4 separate regions of the Mus musculus genome follow, and regions 2, 3 and 4 are each linked to region 1. A link is a contact called in public HiChIP or PLAC-seq and promoter capture Hi-C data. All regions are on one chromosome and are shown on one strand. Each heading gives the region's core, a stretch centred on a gene start, on an enhancer-like site or on the middle of the called end of the contact. The rest is flanking DNA. Distances are from core to core; before and after follow the strand shown.

Region 1 (5,489 bases), core at 128-2,627:
TGCCTTCTTGTTTATATGAAAAAATCTCATTATTGGAGCCCAGGCTGGCCAGACTCAAGATCCTTCTAACTCAGACCTTCGAGTGCCAAAATAGATTTTTTAATAGTAACCAAGGCTGTGGGCGTAGCTCAGCAACAGAGCATTTGCCTGGCAAGATGCTCGGCAGTAGTAAGGAGCACCTGCTGAGTATGTGCGAGGGAGGACCTAGAATCAAGAAAGAGTCACCTGACAATGAAATGCTGTCCCTTGCCCAGATTCTAAACACAGCTACACAGCTTACTGTGTGGTCCAGCCAAAGAAAAGAAGGAAAGATTGCTGCCATTTGAGTCCAGAAGAACCTCTTCCTCCAGCAAAGGCTGTAACTGAGATGCATCCTACGTTAGAGTTCACACCAAGCATGTCTATTGCCCTCTGGGAAATCAAAACATGGTGTCCCACAGTGTCCAGGGTGCCCAACCACCTGCTTTTATTTACTGCACACCAGATCAGGATCTACCCTAATTATTGAGCAATGGTGGGTAGCAAAAAAACCTTACCCCAGCAACAACTTCACCCTAAAGGGGATCCTAAGGATCTTAATTCAAACATCCCAAGATGACTTCTCTCATGCAATTTCAGCGACCTTTCACCCTTTCACCCCACATCTCCAGGTCAGAGGCTGCAGGTCCCTACTGCACATACCCTTGAGCCTTACCCTCAGGCTATGGGACACAGTGATGCTGGGGACTGTCTCCTGTCTTGGCCGAAGATTCACTCAAGTTGGGCGGCTGCTCAATGCTCTGTGTCTAGGGACACCCATCGAAGTTGGGGGACTTTTTGCTGCCTTGTGTCTGGGGATAACCATTGAAAGGGAAGGCTGCATGCCGCTGAATCTATGCCTGAGAACACCTAGGGCATAGGTTGAGGGGCTGCTTCTGTCTGTGCCTAGGGGCCACCTGCAAATTTGTGGGTGCTTCTTGCTTCCCCCATGTCCATAGACACTCACTAAAGCGGGGGGTCGGGTAGGGGTTGCTGGGCCTAGAGAAGGAAACACCGGCCAGATTTGGGGGCAACTGAAACTGAAGTTGGGAGCTCCTTGCCGTCCTGTGCCAGAGACAGCGCTGAACTGGTGTTGGGGGGTGGTTACTCGCTGCCGTCTGTCACTGTGCGCAGTCCCGCAAACCCAGGGTGGGGTTTAGCTACTTCGGGGACCTGGGTAGAAGTGCAACTTTTAAAGCAAAGAAGCAACCCGTGCAAGCGGCCTGGGACGGGACTTGGGGTCGCCGTGCTCACTCACCGAGGGACCGGGCGCCATCCGCCGTCTGCGTCCGCCAGTTGTCCCGCGCCCCCCGCGCGCCCCGCGCGCCCCGCCCGCGATGCGCTCCCACCCCGCCCGCCAGGGAAGCCCCTCCCACCTCACCATGATTGGCCGGAACCGGCCGTGCTTCGTGCTCATTGGCCAGCGTTCCTGCCCGTTCCTCGGCCGCGCCCGACCCTCGCGCCAGCGCATTCCTGCGAGGCCACGTGGCCATCAGCCCCCCTCCCCTCCCCGCCCCGCCCCCAGCCTAACGCCCCGCGCCGTGAGTAGGAGGGATGCTGCCTACCTTGCGCCCCCGGGGACAGAGGGGGCACAGAAAGGACACCAGCTTGTAGTGCCCCAGAGTGGACGCTTCTCCCCTCAGACTCCTGGTCACTGGGAAATGGCGCGGGGCCAGATTGTGTCTCCCGATCATCCGCCCTCTGTTAGACACTGGGAGCTGCGCTGTCGCTGGCAGGGAACACAAGACAGACACTCCACCCATCGTGACCCCAGAGTCTGCTTGCTCTCTGCAGATCCTGGTCAGGGCTCCTGTGGGAAGGGGGCACTGAACAACACTTCACTCCATCTCTGGCCCTTCTCCCCCTGACCACCTCTCCCATCTTGGGTCCCACGGGCAGTGGGGCACAGAACGGATACCACACCCAGCATCCACTGTTCCTTACAGACCTACAAAGTAGGGGATGCCAGGAGAACAACCCATCCGACCTAGAGCCACCCTGCCAGCCTAGGCGGTCCTGGCTGGTCAGGGTCAGGGGCTCCTCGTCCCGCCAAGTACAGGAAATAGAAATGCCGACCAACCGTGACCTCAGCTCAATACCTTTCCAGGCGCTATTACAGCTTGCCTGTCACCGGGAGGCTCTTGTTTGCTGAACCGGAGTTCCAGCTTTCCATAGCTCTCTAAATGCAGGAAGCGATGCTGGAGAGAGCTTAGCTAGCCTTTCTGCTCATGGCTGAGCCTGGAAAGGGAGGCGCTGTGAAGACCAAGAATGTGGGCCTTGGTGATATTAAAGGCCTGCAGGTGTCTGCATAGAAAAGTGCTGGGATATTCTGGAAGAGCCCTTCTGGGCAGTTGAATGTGCTTAGCACGAACCTTTGTTTTGTGCATGTAGAGGGAAGCAAATCATTAAATTATTAAAGGAAAGCAACACCCATCAAAGTGCTAACTGGTACACGGCTAGGGCACATAGCAAACATGTTCCCATACTGGACTGTCACATCTCCCACCAACATGGTTCATAGAAGTTGCGGAAACCCCGGGGTTCTTAAGTCTCTAAGTCCACTCAGTTACAGAATGAGTTCAGAGAGAGGTTTGTTCCACAGTAAGTGTCTATAGAGCTGGTATGCTCTGTAGCTAGACATTTCTCAAACAGACTATGACTAGGTAGGTCAGATTATAGCCTAGGTACGGTGACACCTCATAGCTGTTTGGAAGTAGCATTCACTAAAGTTACAGGAGTGGACTGTGTTGAACTCTCAGACCTGTCTGAAATGACAAGACATTCCTGTTGTCTCTGTGGAAGACCTTTGGGTAAAGTACCCAAAGAACTCCCAGACTAGAGTCGTGAAGGACATTTTCTAAGGAGCGTTGTGAGAGGAAATAGGTCTGTACTACAGTGTTCTCCGCTGGAGTAGAGAGCACACAGCATCCTCTCTCCCCCCAAGGCTGTAGACGAGAGAAGGATTACATTAGGAAGCCTCGGGATGAAGCTAGTCAGAAAGGAGTTGGACCGGCTCAAGTCCTGACCAATCTATTATAGTATCACACATTACCACGTCTGTAAGTCCACAGGCAGGAATCTGAGACTTTCTGTTTTAGGTCTTCTTTGACCCATGGGATACTAAGAACAGTTAGTTAGGCTTCATTATCAAACACTGAGGGATTTTCTTTTAATTAGTATGTAAATGCACCCATAAATACATAAATATATGTGCTTACATATGTAAAGCTTAATTCCACTGTATGATTTTAACCTTTAAGCCTCATGACGACACTGCATGCCTGGTACTGTGAGCATCGCAGATGACCTGTGAGCACTGAGCTGCGTGTATAACAGAGTCAAACCCACACTCTGCATTTGCCGACGTAATGTTCTGTGGCTGTCAGTTGGGTCACGCCCATGGCCATTTGTTGATGTGTCAGATGCTGAGAATGGTGTATTACAGATGTCAACTCTCTCCACCCATTCGGCATTGCCCTAAGCATGTAAACAGCGTTACCAAGTAAACCAGCTGGTGTAAGGATGGGGGTTACAGAAAATACGCATATTAAAAATTTAGTATTGGAATCAAATGAAATAACTTTAAAGTTTCTAGAAGAAAACGTGGGAGAATATCCTACTGATCTCCTGAAAGGAAACAAAACACACGAAACTCTCAAAACAAAACAAAAACCCACTAAATGGCCTTAATCAAGACTTAAAATTCCCACTCACCTCAGGGCATGGTTAAAGTGAAAGGACAAGCCACACTTTGGGTAGATATTGTTACCACACTGTTAGGGATTGTGTGTGAGATGCACCCTCCCCCGCTACAGGTTCATGTGTTTCAGAACTTGGTCCCCAGTAGTGGTACTGTTGTGGGAAGATGGTGAATCTATAGAGTATGGGGTCTAGATGAAGGAAGAGGGTTAGTAGGAGGGTGGGCCTTGGGATATATATTCAAACCCTCCTCCCTGCTCTATTGATTGCTCAGGACCATGTAATTAGCAGCTACCACATACTCCCACCGAGGAGCCACCAATCACCATGCCTTCCCCAACACAGCAGACTGTGTCCCTTTAAACCATGAGCCAAAAAGCCCTCTTCTTTTAAGTCCCCTCTAGTTAGTGATCAGAAAAGAAACTAATACATACAAATACTTTTATGTCCCTCCCCCCATTGGTGCCTTTGTCCATTTCATGTTGCTGTGATGATGATGTCTAAGAACAGGCCATCTGTAGTAACCAGAAATCAGTTACTTATAGTTCTGGACATTACTTATGGACCAAGCTCTCCCATGTTCTAGTCTGCTCTCTACTTTTATGATAAGTGACTGAAAGCGACCTGGTGAAGAAAGGGTTAATTTCAGCTTAGACCTCCCAGGTCATGATCCTTCATGGAGGGAAATTAGGACGGGGATTTGATGGTGGTACCTGAGGCACGGGACCAACAGGGACGTCTGCACAGGGGTAGGAACGAGCCTAGGGAGCTAGCTTGAGGAGGGTTTGTACTAAGGAGGATCGTGTTTTGAAGTGGGCAGGTGGTCTTTGGAATAGCATAGGGGTGTGATTACCCGGGGGGGGGGGGTGAAATATGGGTTCAGGTGGGAAGCAGTGTTTGCCCTCCTGATAGTGACGGAGACTTCTGAGTTGTGGCTGCAGACTTCTAAACTCACTGGGATTCCGGGCGCAATTGTGTGTAGTCTGTCTTCTCCTGCAAAGCCACGAAGACAGTGAGGGGAACCACCTGGAGCCATGTCGGGTTTTTTTGGTGTTTTTTTTTTTTTTTTGTCTGAATCTTATGGTGAGCCACCCTCTCAGCTAACGCTGGAGCTGACACGTGAATCCCATGGCTGTTTCTATCCACAGGAAATGAAGCTGATGTGCTAGAGTTAAAAATGAAATCATTTTCTGGGGCCAGATAACAATTGGCACTTCTCCCAGTAGGTAATGTCTGGCAGGACAATAACAACCAGTTCATGACATGGATATCTCCTAGCTTCTACAACAAGGCCAAGAATCCCTGACCTGCAGGACCCAGTGTCCCTAGCTGTCACTTATCAGATAAACTTTCTGACAACCACAGTACCTCCTCTCTGTCCATCTAACTCACAGATGTTACCGCTGTCCCAGCTACTTAGCATTTTCCCCTCGGAACAGGCTGGTGAACATGTCAGTGGAGACAACAGTGGATGGATGTTGAAAGGAATGTAGCTCTGAACCATGGAAAATGGACAGTGCAGACACATTCAGCTTGCCCAAATTTAACACGCTCCTCATACTTTCTCCTAAGGGGAGTTTGGGGATAAGCCACACAGCGGAAGTGTCCCCAGTCCTGCCTTCCACAGAGCTATGAGCTCTATGCCTCCCTCCTTTCATATACCCAGGGTCTGTGTGTGTCACTAGCCTGAGCTCTAACTGGATAAGGTAAGGAATTAGATCTTCTCCAGGTTCCAGGCACAGACTGCAGCTTGGCAGGCCACGCCCTTGTGA
Region 2 (5,348 bases), core at 86-2,585, 940 kb after region 1:
CATCTCTACTTACCCGTCTCCCTTCCTAACAACTGAGGTCTTCCACACAAAGTCTTTAGTGCCATTTCAAAGCGGTCTAGAATTTAGCATGTGGGGTAACAGGCCTGGCCTTCTGAGTCATCTGGGAATTTCAGTTTAGTTTAACTTACTATGAGCATCCGATCCTGGCAGGATGCAGCCTTAGAGGAGGCCTGTGCTGCACCTGTAAACCACGGTGTTGTGAAGCCTTTGCTTGCTGTATTCGCAAGTACCCTGCGGCTACCTGTTCATAACTCCCAGACAGGCCAGGCGGGTCTGAGCTGGCTGGAGAAGGTTCTCACTGTGTTTACATCCTTAAACGTTCTTATGCACTTGAAGAACATGAACAAGGCATTTCGGAGTTTACCTACAGCACTTCTCACAAAAGCATACAATTGTGGACAGTTTTATTTACCTGTTATGTGTGTACAGTGTTGGACAGAGTGAGTATTTGGGAAGGCCAGAAGTCAAGTTGCTGTCTTTACCACTTTCCACTTTATTTTCAAAGATAAGACGTCTTAGGCCAGAGCTCACTGATTGGCCACACTGAGTGCACACTGTCTTCTGCCCACCCCCTTATGTCACCATGCCCACATGCCCAGATTTTTTTTTTTTTTTTTTTGGTGGCTGGAGATCTGAACTCAGGCTGCATTAGTCTGAGTGTCACCCTGAGACTACAAAGGGAAGTCGAGGCCCCAGGTCCAACTGGCACTGCCAACCCACCTACCTAGTCTCTTCTGGGCCCTGGGAACCTTCCCTGGACTCTGGTTGATTCTGTGTCCATCACTCTATCGATGCAGGCCTCACAGCAGCGCAAAGTGACCGTAGTCTATGCAGGAACCCTTCTCTTTCCCTAACACCCTCCTCCCTTGCAGGTGCCCCCCTCTCCGGTGGTCCATATCCACTAATGGACCTTTTAGGATCAGCATAGACCACTAACCCTCAGCCTGCGGTCACCGAAGCCCCGCCCTCGGCCCCCGTAGCACCAACTGGGCGAGCATGCGTAAAGCGCGGCCCCACCTCGGCGTTGCCTTGGTGATCCAGGATGGACCACGCCCATCGGGCTGGGTGAGTGAAGGGCCGGGAGTTGAGGGGCGGCCGGTGTGAAATGTCACGTGGTTTTGGTGCGTCAGTGTTCTTGGCCCCTTGGTAAAGCACTCGGCCCGCTGATTCCCTGGGGGGCCTACTTAGGGAGGTTGGAGCGGTCCTGGAGAAGTAGGGGACCCGCGGGCTGAGTGTCAGGGTGGGGGAGGACCAGGGAGGCAGGGGACCTGAGGAACCTGAAGGCTGGAGGAGGGTCTGGGGGCGGGCCTGGGGGCGGGCCGGGGACGGCCGCCCGCAGCTGACCGCCCCTCCCCGCCCAGTCCTCCGCACTGTCCCAGCGCCGCGGCGGGCCGGGTGTCCTCCTTCAGTCCCGGAGCCAAGCTGCGCGGAGCGGTCGAGCACCGGAGATGTGGAAGCTGAGCCGAAGTCGAGTGCTTCTGGACGAGCCCCCCGAGGAAGAGGATGTGCTGCGAGGGGCACCGCCAGCATCAGCAGCCGCCCCGGCGTCGGTGAGGGCACGCGTAGGGGCGCAGGTGCGGGCCGCGGGGTGCTCTGGAGGCCGAGCGCAGGTGCATGGGGTCGCGTGCCGGGTGCGGACTTGGCAGGGACCCGACGCTTCTCGGGGCTGCGAGGTGACTGCCCCGGAGGACCCCTCTGATGAGTGGCCGGGTCCTACAGGTCGTGGGCCCCAGAGCCAGCATGTGTGGGGTACCGCGGGGACGCGTACCCCGGGCACTTTCCGCACTGGCCGGCGGCGCTGCCCTTCGCTCTGCTGCCACAAGGGCTTTGGGGTTCGGCTTGAGACACCGGGGACGCGGGGTGACCGCTTCCAGGCCAGGTATTTCTATTCCGGAGTTGGAGAAACAGAGAAGTCCTGAATCATGGTGCCGGGGACGGCGGTTCGCTCAGACTTAAAAGCTTGGTGTTTTTGTTTTTGTTTTTTCCTTTCCCTTTTCTTTTGGTGACTATAGCGAATATAAAGTGTGCTGGATATTTATTTGCACAACACGTATTTCCTTTTTTTAAGCCTTTGATCCCGTCTCGCCCCCTCTCCCGGAAGAAGAGATCAGAGACCTTTATACAGAAAAAGCTTTGGCCCGACAAGTATAGAGATACGCTTGGAATGTGTAGAATTTTTTAATTAACAGGATCCCAGGTGGATCTGTGTGAGGCTTCCCCACCCACCTTCTCGGGACACTTTTCATTCCCTTTCATGTGCTAGGAAATTTAGGTCACAAAGTACGCCAATTTTTAAGCATAAAGTTATTTATTTATTTTTTTAAGCATAGTGTGAAAACTGTGGCTGTTGCAAATCTTTCTTTTGAAACTTGGAAGTAGTCCCGAGATTGCTTCTTCCCTAGTTGGAGCAAAAGAACGTCTGTTAGGAATGAAGTTTCATTGTAAGACATTTCTCGGGAATTTGATAAAGCTCGCTGCCAGCACGCAGACATTCCAGCTGATGAGTGTAAGCTTTTAGGTATGGTTTGTATCTGAATTTACATTTGAGAAGTCACCTTTTTGTGTCCCTAGAACTTACCTAGCTTTCATTTTTCCAGCCTTCAAGGTTTTGTAGCTAGACGGCAACTCTTAGAAGGCAGTAATGAGCATTTGTCTGTGGTCTCTAGATATTTTTTAAATCATCTTCTAGCCAGCAATATGTGTTTAAGTTTGCTTCACCTGTCTTTTCATGGTTCGATAGTAAGTTTCTTTTTGGCACTGATTACCTTCAGAATATCATGTCACCTCCTTCCAAGCTTGGATAGCTGATGCTGAAGTTCCTGTAAATAGGCAGGGTGGGCCTTCTGTAGAATTTCAGATCATTTAAGTAAGACAATGTGACTGCTGGGCTGTCATGGAGTGCATTTGTGTGTGTGTGTGTGTGTGTGTGTGCATGTGCATGTGTGTACGTACATGTGTGTATGACCGGTGAGTGCAGGCAAGTGTTTGTTTCCACGTCGGTGAGCAGGGTCTCCTTGTTTTTACCGGTTCCCACCCCCAGCTCCGGTCCCAGTGGAGTTCTGGGAGTACAGACCCACTGCCCTGCGTCTGAAATCAAGATCCGGTTGTCAGGTTTGCAGAACAAGCACCTGTCCGTGCACAGCCGCCTCCCGCCCACCCCCCCAGGTTCCCACCATTCCCACTGAGATCCTCTTTCCACCACTGCCTTCAGGAGAACAAATTTCTCTGCATTGCTTTAGAGTATTGGCTTTTGTTTTTGTTTTTGTTGTTGAGAATAAATGTCTTGAGGGTAGCACTAATTGGACTTTAGTGAGTTAATAAAAATATGAACATAAAGTTGGGAAGAGAGCGTGTTGGGGAGTTACAGGTGAGTTAGGGGGAGATGGGTGGGTGATATTACTGCGTTTCATTGTTTACATGCAGGAAATGTTAAAAAACAAACATAATTGAAATAGACAATAAAAGATTAAAAATGAAACATCTGTTTGCATTAAAAACATAAATATAACTTAATATAAATATGTAATAAACATAACATGAGATTCAGTGAGGCTTGTAAGGACTATTTATTCCAGCCATCCCAAAAGGGGAGATAATGTTTTTTAATAAATTCTAGTGTCTACTTTAAAAATTAAAGTTGATGATGCACATAGTACAAGATTTCTAAATGTAGTTAGGTCATAACTCCATCTGTCTCAAAAGGAGCATTCTTAAGCTTTTTTTATATCCATTAAACACTTATGCAAATCTATAAATACGTTTACATATGTGCATTTGCTTGTCAGTGGGACATTTGTATGTGTCTTGCACTGCTCTATTTTATGCTAATGCGTTTCATGGAACACTTGCTGTTCTAGCTCCCCTAGCTAAAGCTCATTCAAGGCTGTGGGAGTCCGAGGGTTGTAGGTAAATGTGAGGTATCTGCCAGGTCTTACTGCCCTTGTTTCAGTCGGTTTTTAAAACTCACTTCCTTACAGCTTTTGTGGTAATACTAACAAGGGACCGTAAGGATGCCCGGCATTGGCACTGCTTAGACAGGCTTCTCCCTACTCCTGAGCTAACTGTAGGGATTTGCCATTCAAACTGTAAATTAATACCTTGACAGACAAACTGGGAAAAGCATGACACATCTTCCTGATAATCTTTTCAAGGCTCAGGTACACTTGTGAGCACTGAAATACATCCCTTGACCAATTCCGATTCGGTGATAGAGAGAATCGGAGTGACCCTCTTTGTTCAGACCGCCCTTTGTGGGTACTCCAGGGGCTCTGCTCCTTGATGAACGCTCATTGGTGTGGATCTGGGATGGATGGGGGGTTGTAAAGTGCAGCGTCCGTCCATGCTCGGCTTCTAAGTCTACTAAGGGAACCGCGGTGTCCTTTTTGAGGGAGTAAAGTGGGCCTGTGCGTGTTAACTGCAGATTTCTATCTGTACCAAGCGCTTTATTCCCTGCGAGTCTCTGGTTTTATGTCGTAAGACTGTCTTGGCCTGTCTGGGTGGCCTCAATAAGAAGATAAGCCAATGCCTCACACAGCAAACATTTATCTCCTGGGGTTCTAGACTCCTAGGGTTCTAGAGGCTCCAAGTCCAAGATTAAAGTGCCTTAGATTCTTTCTGTTTGTGTCATATGACCCTTCATGTAGAAAGCTAACAAGCCATGGTTATCCTTGTTCTCCTGCAACCTGCCTTTCTTTGCCTTTCTCTTCTCACTGAACTTAATGTTGTCAAGTAAATGTGCCAGTATCCATCCAATTAGGTCTCAGTGTTTATGCTCACTGAGTTGGTTTATGAAATAGCTTTCTTTTCTCTTCTCTGTTTTCTTTCTTCTTTTTTTTTTCCTCTACAGTTTTGTGACAATAAAGACAGGGAAATGTAGAGGTGGCCAGACTAGCCTAAAACCATATGTAATCAGGCTGGATTTGACTGCCTGCTCTGAATTCACTGTCATCTCCTAAGCGCTGAGTGTGGCTGGCACGCATTGCCACCCCAAGGTGATGGGTAGTCTCCTTCTAGACTCTGATGTGTGACTTCTGGACAAGCCCCTTCAGGGGGTCTGGATCCTCAGTGGTTCAGTGTGCCTGGCTACATTTTCTTTTCTTTTAAAGATTTATTTATTCTATGTATATTCTATATACATTGTAGCTGTCTTCAGACACACCACAAGAGGCATCGGGTCCCATTATAGATAGTTGTGAGCCACCATGTAGTTGCTGGGAATTGAACTTGGGACCTCTCTGGAAGAGCAGTCAGTGCTCTTACCCTCTGAACCATCTCTCCAGCTCCATGCATTTTCTTTTTTAGGAGCACTGCTGGGATATCATTCATAA
Region 3 (5,546 bases), core at 1,937-4,436, 960 kb after region 1:
CACTGACTGCTCTTCCAGAGGTCCTGAGCTCAATTCCCAGCAACCACACAGTGGCTCACAACCATCTGTAGTAGGATCTGATGCCCTCTTCTGGTGCATCAGTGTACTCACATACTAAATAAATAATTCTTTAAATAAAAAATGAAAAAAATGAAAGAAAAGAAGAAAGCAAAAGGACCTGCGTCTGTCTCCTTGATCTGCCCAGGCTTTCCTGACATGGTGGCCTCACCGTCCTCAAACCAGGAAGTAGCCATCCACCTTCCATAAGCCGACTGACAGACAGTTTGGGCTGAACTTCTGCACATATACCTTCTCATTAGGTGAGCCAGCTATACTGGGCTGTCACCTGGAGTGTGACCGGTGCACTGAGTGCCCTGGGTGTCTTCCAGTCTGCCGCTCTTAGTGAGTTAACTAAGTAAGCCCATAAGCAAATTTTTCTCGTAGGCTTCAGCTGAGAGACGGGAGCATGCCAGGGATGGTGTGGGTTTGTTTTGTTTAAATTTGTCCAGTTTCTTTTTTAAAAAATGTACCCATCCCTTGGAAATACATCTTCCCCACCCCAAACAGTGACCTTTATTAAGATTAACACGCATAGGAACTGGACCCCGAGAAAGCTCCCGAAAGCCTACCTGTGTCCCTTTCTGGCTATAGATGCCTTAAGGAGGAGGCAGGTACTGAGCTTCACCCTCTTCCTCACCATCCACGTACCTGATCCTGGTCAGAATTCGTCAGATCACTGCAGCCCTGTTGTTCGTTCGTTCAGGCTTATGCTCCCAGAGCTGCCTCAGCGTGGCCCCTGTTGCCTCCTGGCCGGTGTCCCAGGAGACTCCCTGCTGGCTTTTGGTTACTTACTCCTTGCTTCTCTGGCTCTTAGTCACTCATCAACTGGGATGAGATTGTCAGAATCACCAGAAGACAGTGTGAGGAGGAAAGGCGGCGTCTTTAATTCTGACCAGCTCTTTGAAACATTCACAGATTTCTTGAACCTTCCGTCTCCCTGTGACCACTCAGAGCCAGGCAAATACATCGCTCAAATCGAACCTTCTACCCTGTTATCAAGCTCTCAGGAGGAAGATGCTCACATTGTTATGTACTAGGGAAAGTAAATCCATTCTACTGGCAGTTAGCTCTGTTAGCATGTGCAGTGGAGAGCATCTGTCCAGTGGCACTCAGGGACCAGAGCTTGAGGTCACGGAGCCGGGCTGAGGAGGCATGTACAGGCTTGCAAGGCAGACGCTGTGAACCTAAGGGTGATCAAGCCATGAGATAATGACTGTTCCTGGCTTTCATTATAAATTAATCTTAATGAGAGCCAGTGGTGTTGTCCATTAAATATGACAGCATGGGGGAATTGGGGTAAGATGTAACTTGGTTAGGTTCAAGTTAAATCTGCCGGTCAACTGTTGAAGCCTGTGTTCTTATGGCCATGTGTGAAGGTGCCAGCCATGAACAGGAGTAGTGATGGGGTCCTAAGCCAGTCATCCTTTGGGAAATCAGTAGCAGGTTAGCCATAGCCAGCCCTATGCTTTTTGTGGGTGTGCTGACTGCAGGGAGTTGTCTGAGTGGTGTACATCTGTAATCCCAGAAACTTGAGAGTCTGAGACATGGGGATTATGAGTTCAAGGCCAGCCTGTGCTTGATGAAGTCTATCTGAAGAACAGAAAGAAAAACCAAAGCCAAACAAAACTGAATAAGAAAAGCCAGTGTTTCATAATTTGTTTGTTTGTTGGTTTGAAGAAGAATCTAGAATGGGAACAAAGGCCTAGCGCTCACTGCCAGCTTCCCACTGGATTTGTTCTCTGTAGTCTGTATTGCATGTTTAGATGGGCAGAGTGTGACAAATGGCCTACAAACCAGGCCTGGTTTGTCCCTGGGACTCAGGGGACAGTGGTGGGTGTGAAACATTTATAGTGGGCTCTGTGGGCTTGCCACCTTGTTCTCACACCATCAGGTAATGGCTGCTGTGTTTGACAAAGTCAGATGTGTGGCAGGATTTTCCCTGTCCAATCTACTTAAATATTAGTGCAGCAGGAGGTCTGTGATTGGACAGGGAAAAGGGAGGCGGAGCGAAGAGTTGAAGAGACAGAGCAGCTCAGGAGTGGAGAAGCCAAGATAGGGGCAGACAGACAGGAAGAAGATCATGATCCCGCGTGGTTTTAAATAGCCACAGGTAGTTATAAATATCATATAGGGACAGAATAATTGGGATAACTTGTCTGATCTAGGTGGGCAGCTTGTATCATCAATTGGCTCTGAAATTATTGTGTGGGCATCTTGTGAATTGATAATTTATTGATACATAAATCTGACTTGTAAATTATAAGCTTCTACAGTCTTGTTTCTACCAGGTTGCTGGGTGTTGTGGCGGCTGACTGCAGGGTGGATGGCCATTTCATGGGCCTGCCATGGCAGCGATCCTCCAAGAGAACTGGGGAGCTCCGGCCCAGAGCGACCAGGAGTTGAGATCACCCAACACAGATATAAGGCTTACCTTGAACACCTCTCCCCACCCCACCCCCCAAAAAAACCCAACACACACACAAGGCTGGGGTCACCATCTTCCTAAGACCCACAGATATTTCACAGTCTATACGCAGAGCTCCAACACACACTGGCCACGCCCTGGGTTCTGCTTGCAGTCTTGATGTGTGTTGGGAACCTCTGCTGGTTTCCCCACGGGCATTTAAGAGTCTCCACAGATCTGGCTTGGTTTCACCCTTCCCAGTTCATGGCTGGGAGCCATCAAGCTGGAGGGATCGGCTTATGCAATTAGAAATTAATGTCTTCGCATGATTTTTCAGAGTTGCAGAGATGTTCTTAGTCATAGAAACAGGGTAGAATTTTAGCTTTTAAAACAAATGGTTGTACTGGCTCTTCTGGAACAGTATTTAACAGTTAATTTCCTTACAAAGCCAAAGTCAGTATTAGAGTTTTAGGAAATGCTTTTATTTTTTAAAAATGTAGAAATGTAGATATTTCAACTATTTTCAAAGAAACCAAGGCAGTTGTGTTAGTCAGGGCTCTCTACAGGAACAGTATGGATATGATGGGGAGGGGGTGGGGAAACAAAGTAATTTGCTAAATCAGCTTACATTAAAATAGTAACCGCTGAGTCACACCTGGGGGCTGAGACCCAGTCAGGGCTTAGTTGGAGCCTCAGCAGTAGGAGGAGCTCCCATGGCAGCTGTCTCTCAGTGGGGAGCCTGACAACCCATGGTTGCTCAATCCACAAAGCTGGGTGCCTCAGCGGACCCAATTTGGCACCAAAAACCTGCAAGGTTCCTGGAGAGTCACTGGTTTTTAGCTCAGGAAGCCTGGAAGCAATCCTCTGGGCTGCAAGAAAAAATCTCTTGACTGTGAGCCCCTGTAGAGTAAAAGTAATAAAACTGAATCACAAACTTAGAGTAGATAATGCATAGATTAAAATTTCCAGGCTAGCGGGCTGGAGAGATGGCTCAGCGGTTAAGAGCACTGACTTCTCTTCCAGAGGTCCTGAATTCAATTCCCAGCACATACATGGTGACTCACAACCATCTATAATGGGATCCGATTCCCTCTTCTGGTGTGTCTGAAGACAGCTACAGTGTACTCATATGCATAAAATAAATAAATAATTCTTTTAAAAAATTTCCCAGGCTAAAAGGGAGGAATGGAACCCAGCAAGGAAGGTTTAGACCAAAACAAAACCCAAACCAGCAGGATAAACAGTACACCCTACAGCCCCACATCCGGCATCTGGGACTCATGGTGGCACTGTCCAGGTCCAAAGGGCTAGCAGGCAGAGATGTGCCTGTCCAGCTCTGTTGCCTATAGCAACCGTGGCCTGTCTCTTGGGCTGGCTTCCATGGCGACTACAGCCTTCCCCAGCTACCATCTCTAACACACTAGCACGCATGCCCACTAGCTCTTAGGCTTCTCCTTTACGGCGTCGCACACAGCCTACTCCAGTGCTCCTTGCATGGAATCTGACCCCGCTACACATCTCTCGGCTTCAACAGCCTCCAGAAACCTTGTGGAAAGCCTGATCCTATAACCTTTGCATTTTGTGTGCCTGAAAGACACATGCGCTGCCAGAACAAGGCCAAGCAGAGATACAGTTAGAGCCCCCTGTTAGAGCCCGCTATGGCAACTCTATGTGCCTTCTAGGCTAACTTGGAAAAGCACCTCCCTAGGTGTCTCTGCTAAAGCAGGATTCCCTTGAAGATCTCTGTCCAGTCACTCTTGTTCTGCTTTCGAAAAGCATTTTGTTTTTACGAGTATGGGTGTTCTGCCTGTGCGTATGTCTGCAGTGTGTGCTTGGTGCCTCTAGAGGTCAGTGGAGAGGGTAGGATCCCCTTGGAACTGGAGCTACAGACCGTTGTGAGCTTCCACGTGGGTGCTGGGACTTGAACCTCAGTCCTCTGTGAACGAGTTTGTGCTTTAATACCCTGGAGCTCAACGGGCAGGGCCTTGGCAGCGTTCCCCAGCTTTCCCATTGGCCTGGGCACTGGTGTGATTTCAATTGCGTCGATCCTGTCGTCAGCATAAGCACCGCGTTCTCGGTCTTGTACCTCGTCTTTTCACACCTTTCACCTTTCTCTGACTGTGACTCCACGTAAGAGCAGCGACACAGCTTACCTGTTGTGCCATCTTAAAATTTCCTATGAAGAAACAACTCAGTCCATTATTTGCCAATTTAGTCTCACTAAAAAAAGTTTAGGGTTTGAGCAGAATACAGATTGTTCAGCAGAATATGACACAAATGGCCTCTAGCCCGACACCTGATGATAGGGTCCTCATTTCCTGGTGTCTCCCGAGCCTGGCCTTTGCTCTCTTGTTTCTATCAGAATTCTCATTTTCTGTTCAGCTACCAGAATGGCTCGGTAAGGTCTGTGACAGCATTCTGGGGGGTGGGGGTGGGGTAGCCTAAAGCTCCACCCTTCCACACTCTTCTTACAAACCAGTCCAAAGACCCACAAACTTCAAGGTCAGGCTTATCATAGTAATAATCCCACTCCTTGGCATCAAAATAAATATTTGGCAGAGTACTGTAGAGGATCAGAACCAACTGTGTGTGTGTGTGTTACAGTGACTTTGTTAGACCAGCTTATATGATAGCTGAGTTGTCCAGATACCATCTACACACTGGAGAGGCAGAGAATGCTGGTAGCTGCTGACTACAAGAAGCTGGATGCTTCAGCAGTCTTAATATAACAGGGAGACTTTGGATGCTTCCCAGAAAGTTGCTGCTATTGAATCAACATTTGAAAAGCCAAAGAAGCTGGAGTTGTGTATCAGCGGAGGATGCCAGCAGCACAGTCAGGCACACTCGCTCAGGAAAAAGACACAGCATGGGCCTTTTTCCTCGGATCACTTTGAGCCACTCAGTGGAAGTCACAGCTCACACTGGAGGTGGGTCTTTCCCTTTTACTCCTCTCTGGGGATACTCCACAGGAACAGGTACATGTATTGTCAGTCCAGTGAAGCCAACCAAGACTAGGCATTGCAGTAGATTTGCAAATAACGTGGTTTAATATTTAAAAGCTCAGGTTTCACACACAAAACAA
Region 4 (5,463 bases), core at 2,964-5,463, 870 kb after region 1:
GCTCCCCACTTTGCTTCTGTTGGGTTCAGTGAATCTTGTTTTCTGTTAAAGCCTTAGATCCACCTGGATTTGAGTGTTGTGCATAAATATGGATCTATTTTGTATTCTTCTACATGCAGACATCCAGTTAGACCAGCACATCTGTTGAAGATGCTGTCTTCCCATGTGAATTTCTGTCTTCTTTATCAAAAAACAGTTGTCCGTATGTATTTAGATTTACATCTGGATCTTCAGTTCAGTTTCATTCTTTTTTTTTTTTTTTAAAGATTTATTTATTTATTATATGTAAGTACACTGTAGCTGTCTTCAGACACTCCAGAAGAAGGAGTCAGATCTTGTTACAGATGGTTGTGAGCCACCATGTGGGTGCTGGGATTTGAACTCTGGACCTTCGGAAGAGCAGTCGGGTGCTCTAACCCACTGAGCCATCTCACCAGCCCTCAGTTTCATTTTTTATGCCTGTTTTTATGCTAGTACCGTGTGGGTACTATAGCTCTGTAGCACAACTTGAAATCAGGGTTGGTGATGCCCCAGAAGTTCTTGTACAGAATTGTTTTAACTATCCTAGGATTTTATTATTATTATTATTATTATTATTATTATTATTATTATATATGAAGTTGAGAATTGTCCTTTCAAGGTCTGTAAAGAATTGTGCTGGAATTTTGGTGGGGATTGCATTGAATGTGTTGATTGCTTTTGGTAAGATGGCCATTTTTACTATGTTAATCCTATTGATCCATGAGCACGGGAGATCTCTCCATCTTCTGATGTTGTCTTCATTTTTTTACTTCAAAGACTTGAAGTTATTGCCATATAAGGCTTTCACTTACTTGGTTAACATTACCCCAAGATGATTTATATTATTTGAGTCCAGTATGAAACATGTTGTTTCCCTGATTTCTTTTTTAATCCATTTGTTATTCATATCTAGGAGGACTACTGGTTTGGTTTGGTTTGGTTTGGTTTGGTTTGGTTTGGTTTGGTTTGGGTTGGTTGGCTGGTTGTTTTTCTGAATTAATCTTGTATCCAGCCACTTCACTGAAAGTGTTTTTCAGCTGTAGGAGTTCCATGGTAGGAGTTCGAGGATCACTTATGTATACTATCATATGTAGTGAGGTGTATAGAAGAGCCTTTTATGTCTGAGTTTAAGTTTATAGTAAAGCCTTTGTGTCTGGCTTTAAGTAAAGTGTTCTAACAAAGCCTTTGCTATGCTTGGGTCTCTGAGCCGGAGCTCCCGAGTATCTTGGCGGATCGCTGTCACGCAATCCACATACAATGACTGTCCGCCCCATGGTCAGCCACCACAACACCCATTTACCTGGTAGAAACAAAACTCTAGAAGCTTAAAATTAACCAATCAGATTTATGTATCAGTAAATTCTTAATTTACAAGATGCCAATACAATAATTTCAGAACCAATTGATGATGATAAAAGTTTTGTCCCAATTATTCTAACCTTATGATATCATAACTACCTGTGGCTATCTAAAGCCACGCTGGTTTAGGTTCTTTCTCCTGTCCGTCCTCCTTTATCTTTGCAGTCCCTTCTCTCCCAAGATGCTCTCTGTCTCTACAACTCTTAGCTCCGCCTCCCTTTGCCCTGTCCAATCACAGGCCTTCTGCTGCACTAATATTTTAGTGTGATTGGACAGGGAAAATCCTGTCCCAAGGAGGCACACCGAGAACTGCTAGAGTGGAGGCTTAGATGGAACTGTCACCCAGTCTAGGCAGGACCCTTCTGATAGCAGGTCATTTCCAGACAAACTCAGGACGAATCAACACCAGCAGTTCCCACAGGACTCTAGAACAAGTCAGCACTGCTCATGCGCATTTAACACGAAGTTCCTCCCTGAAGAGTACGAAAGAAGCAAAGAGCAGTGTTTCCAGCTCTGGACTTAAAAATGAAAACCGTACTCAGCCGTCATCTGCTGCGGAGAAGGCCACTGGTCCCTGTGGGGCAACGCAGGAAACTCTTTATTGTGGCCGTATCTGACACTCGTGATATGCAATGAGCAGGGATTTCAATCTATCATTACTTTAAAAATAGAAGTGTGCCCCTAACTATGACTTGAAGGCCTGTAGTTAAGTAAGGTGGATTGTAATTTCCTTCCCTTTGCGGCCAAAGCCCTGATGACTCTCATCCCAGGCCTTCTGTCCAGGGCCCTGTCTGCACTGGTTATTTTCACGGCCCCAGTGCTGGCTCAGTGGGATTGGAAATTCACAGCTCAGTTTGCGAATTAACTGAGACTTATTTTGTGTGACGGCTGATTTGTACCATCATCCCAGTTGGATTAAGAAATACCTAGGATATTAGGCAAGCAAATCTCTGGGTATGTCTGTGAACGGATGACCAGAGACAGGTCTGAAGGGCTCTAAGCTAATCCATAGATTAATCCCTTGATGGGTTCATCATATGATGGTATTATTGGAAGGTGGAGAAAGACAAGAGACGGGGCCTTGCTGTAGGGGGGTTGAGGGGCATGTCATACTTAGGATAACTGTCTCACCCTGATATTTTCCTTTACGCACTTTCTGACAAGAAGTGAAGAATAGCCTCTGCACATGCTCCCACAACCAAGATGCTCGGTAAGAGCCCCTACCTCTCCTCTGAATTGGTTGTGGTGGTGATGGTGGTGGTGCTGATAGTATTACAGGGACACAGGCGTAAGCAATGCACTTGGCTTCCCACATGCTTTTAAAACAGATACTGTCTTAGACTGTATGGTGAAAGTTATTTCTTAATTGATGATGCAATTGTCTTTCTAATGCCTGCCTTTTGTCTTTGCTTAAAACTCTAGCTAACATCCCAGAATACACTTCTTCCGGTTGTGCACATAACCCTGCCCCAGGTAGCTGCCTCTGGCCACATATGGATCTTGTACTTGATCAGGAAAGGGAAGATCTACAAGTTGGTCCTCCTGGGACACAAGCCACCCTTGAAGCACACACGCACTTACTTGCAGCCAGTGACAGCCACGAGGACACTTCCCTGTTGCACAAGGGTGGCACTGTTCCGAAATTTCAGGGCTAGTGGGAGGCCACGCTGGAGAGAAGTGCTTTGATCACAGTGTGATAGAATCAGTGACTTGATTGGCTCACTGGGGCTGTTGGAGTAAAGTGGCGGGGGTGGGGGGGGGGGGTGTCAAGGGAGAGTTCCTGATGAGACCTAAGGCTTGTAGGCATAAGGCTGAGGTCTGTGGACCAGAGTTCATCAGCTCAGCTGGGCCCATGAATTTGCCAACGCCTACAGGAGCGGCCATGCTTTGCCCACTCATGCCTGGTGAGCAGAGAGATGGGGAATGCAGATGAACCTACGCACACTAGAACCCAGGAGCAGGGGCTTTCAGTCCAGTGTGCCATACAGACGTCAGCCATGAGCATCGCACGGGTTTCCTCTGTGGCCACTACCTGTGACCTGTTGTTTAGAAGCAGGAGCCTGAGCTCTCTTTCCCGTGTGCAGAGAGCGCATCCCTCTTAGTTCTTCAATAGAAACCTGACTGCCCCAGGAATCAGACCTGCACCATAGTTTTCCTCAGACTCCCTGAGCAAAGTGGTCCTGCCAGAAGTCATAATAAAATATTTAGGGTATACAGAATTATGAAAACAGAACCTGTTTTGCATAACTATTTACAGCAGGCAGACATACACATATATGAGAAATTTAAAGTATGAGAAAATTACATCAGAAACTAAGTTGACATTGAAGTGTGTTATAATCCTTCAACATCTTATTTCTGTAATAGTTATTATCTTGGGTTTATCTGACAACATGATCAGCTTCCTCTGATGAGATTTTGGGAAAGCCATAGGTTGCAAGTGTGATTGATGTCATAATATTAAAGAAAAAAAAGTCATTCACAACGCTTGGTTTTGGCAGGCTTGTGTTTAGGGCCATCCTGACGGTACAGGGACATGCCTCCGGAGCCCAGGTACAGTGTGGGCAAGTTAGGCTTTAGAGTTGGGACTGGGGGCAGAGGGAGAATTTGGGCGTGTGTCACTAAGAAAACATCAGGGATGAGAAGGATTCCTGCCAAACGAACCTGACGGGATTCTTGCTGAGGGAAGGCAAGTGAGCAGACCTCACCTTGGAGTTGTACAAAGGTTGATCAGATATGCAAGGTGAGGAGCATGAGGTGGGTGTTACGGCCAGCTCAGCCTATCAGAGACCTGGCTTGGGGAGCATGAGGTGGGTGTTACGGCCAGCTCAGCCTATCAGAGACCTGGCTTGGGGGAGCATGAGGTGGGTGTTACAGCCAGCTCAGCCTATCAGAGGCCTGGCTTGGGCTGGATTTTAGATAACCGTTCACAGGTGGGCCCTGAAGGAGGCCTGCAGAGCAACTGTAGTTTGGCCAAGCACAGAAGCTTTGCCAAAGGGCTTTTTCACCATGTGGAAGTCTTAAAAGGTTGCCCAGAAGGGCTGAAGCGATGGCTCAGCATTTAAGATCACTCTCTGTTCTTCCAGAGGTCTTGAGTTCAATTCCCAGCAACCACATGGTGGCTCACAGCCATCTGTAATGGGATCTGATGCCCTCTTCTGCTGTGTCTGAGGGCAGATACTGTGTGTGTGTGTGTATGTGTGTAATGTATAATGTACATTACAAAAAAAAAAGCCGGGCGTGGTGGTACATGCCTTTATTCCCAGCAGAGGCAGGCGGATCTCTGAGTCTGAGGCCAGCCTGGTCTACAAAGTGAGTTCCAGGACAGCCAGGCTATACAGAGAAACCCTGTCTTCAAAAACCAAAAAAAAAAAAGAAAAAAAAAAAAAGAAAAAAAAAAAAAAGGTTGCCCAGGAAAAGGGCATCATGATGAAAAGTATGTTCTAAGAAACAAGCTTGTCCATGTAGATGGAAAATTGGTGCCTTTAGGATGGAACAGCTGCTTCTATGACACTGACTGCAGTCACACACACCTTTGCCATCATGCTTACATTTTCTTCCTTAAGGTATTTTTCCCAGATCCTAAGGAATTGTTTCTCCTTTAGCTAACATATGAAAATTAGGCATACACATCTTATTTTCCCATTTGCCAAATATATGTGTAAGCCACACGACTGGTAGGCATGTGTTTTAAATACAACAAGAGCTACATTGTTTTCCTGTATGAATCTATATGTCATGTATTTATACACTACATTGTGCTCTACAACCCTGGGAAATGCTAGGACCCAGGGGTGCATAGCCACAGCATATGTAAAAGGTGGAATCACATCTCTGGGCTCCACAGAGGGCTCCCCGACTTCTTCAGCTTCCCTAGGCACACATTAGTGCAGAAGCCAAGGTGCAGTGTGTTACTCCTAAAGTCTCCCTCCATCAAGTCCTCCCATGCCTTGTAAGGACCCTGACCTTGATCCTGACCTCGATCCTGCCGACTGGGAAAGCCCCTTGATCCCCATCCTAGAACTTTGCATGGGGTCATGGGTTGGTTTGTTGTTGTTTTGGTTTTTTATTTTTTCCGTGTTG

The links. Promoter capture Hi-C pulls out the DNA fragments that hold promoters and counts their contacts. HiChIP or PLAC-seq counts read pairs in DNA pulled down with a chosen protein or histone mark.
Region 2: a contact with region 1 is called in a promoter capture Hi-C map of embryonic stem cells, with 3 times the contacts expected there. The contact joins the promoter of Tdrp here to the promoter of Arhgef10 in region 1. A contact is called at or near these places in 6 of 39 promoter capture datasets (the 3T3-L1 cell line, cranial neural crest, embryonic stem cells and 3 more), 1 of 15 datasets of contacts at CTCF or cohesin (the NIH/3T3 cell line), 2 of 484 Hi-C or Micro-C datasets (embryonic stem cells and nephron progenitors), 8 of 115 datasets of contacts at active chromatin or transcription factors (bone marrow-derived macrophages, cardiomyocytes, embryonic forebrain and 4 more) and 2 of 9 other capture datasets (embryonic stem cells and liver).
Region 3: a promoter capture Hi-C map of 3T3-L1-derived adipocytes shows a contact between it and region 1, with 5 times the contacts expected there. The contact joins the enhancer-like site here to the promoter of Arhgef10 in region 1. A contact is called at or near these places in 3 of 39 promoter capture datasets (3T3-L1-derived adipocytes, hippocampal neurons and liver), 1 of 15 datasets of contacts at CTCF or cohesin (large pre-B cells), 3 of 484 Hi-C or Micro-C datasets (the G1E-ER4 cell line and palatal mesenchyme), 10 of 115 datasets of contacts at active chromatin or transcription factors (the NIH/3T3 cell line, astrocytes, bone marrow-derived macrophages and 4 more) and 2 of 9 other capture datasets (embryonic stem cells and pancreatic islet).
Region 4: an H3K27ac HiChIP or PLAC-seq map of embryonic stem cells shows a contact between it and region 1, with 4 times the contacts expected there. The contact joins the enhancer-like site here to the promoter of Arhgef10 in region 1. A contact is called at or near these places in 7 of 39 promoter capture datasets (the 3T3-L1 cell line, 3T3-L1-derived adipocytes, embryonic stem cells and 3 more), 3 of 115 datasets of contacts at active chromatin or transcription factors (the NIH/3T3 cell line and embryonic stem cells) and 1 of 9 other capture datasets (macrophages).

The regions. Positions count from the first base shown.
Region 1 is chr8:14,907,551-14,913,039 of GRCm38.p6, reverse strand. It overlaps Arhgef10 (Rho guanine nucleotide exchange factor (GEF) 10), which reads right to left and starts at 1,377. Exons shown (of 29, transcript NM_172751.3): 1 at 1,277-1,377.
Region 2 is chr8:13,970,764-13,976,111 of GRCm38.p6, reverse strand. It overlaps Tdrp (testis development related protein), which reads left to right and starts at 1,335. Exons shown (of 3, transcript NM_173744.4): 1 at 1,335-1,571. The coding sequence starts at 1,470.
Region 3 is chr8:13,946,226-13,951,771 of GRCm38.p6, reverse strand. No RefSeq gene overlaps it. Among named protein-coding and RNA genes, the nearest start is that of Tdrp, 26 kb to the left of the region's middle. Within about 2 kb of position 3,186, at least 30 of the 459 cell types and tissues checked have an H3K27ac peak or open chromatin away from gene starts, as enhancers often do. A contact at or near this core is called in 3T3-L1-derived adipocytes and hippocampal neurons, where this site is marked.
Region 4 is chr8:14,037,366-14,042,828 of GRCm38.p6, reverse strand. All of the region lies in intron 3 of Erich1 (glutamate rich 1), which reads left to right. Among named protein-coding and RNA genes, the nearest start is that of Gm39134, 15 kb to the right of the region's middle. Within about 2 kb of position 4,213, at least 21 of the 459 cell types and tissues checked have an H3K27ac peak or open chromatin away from gene starts, as enhancers often do. A contact at or near this core is called in embryonic stem cells, where this site is marked.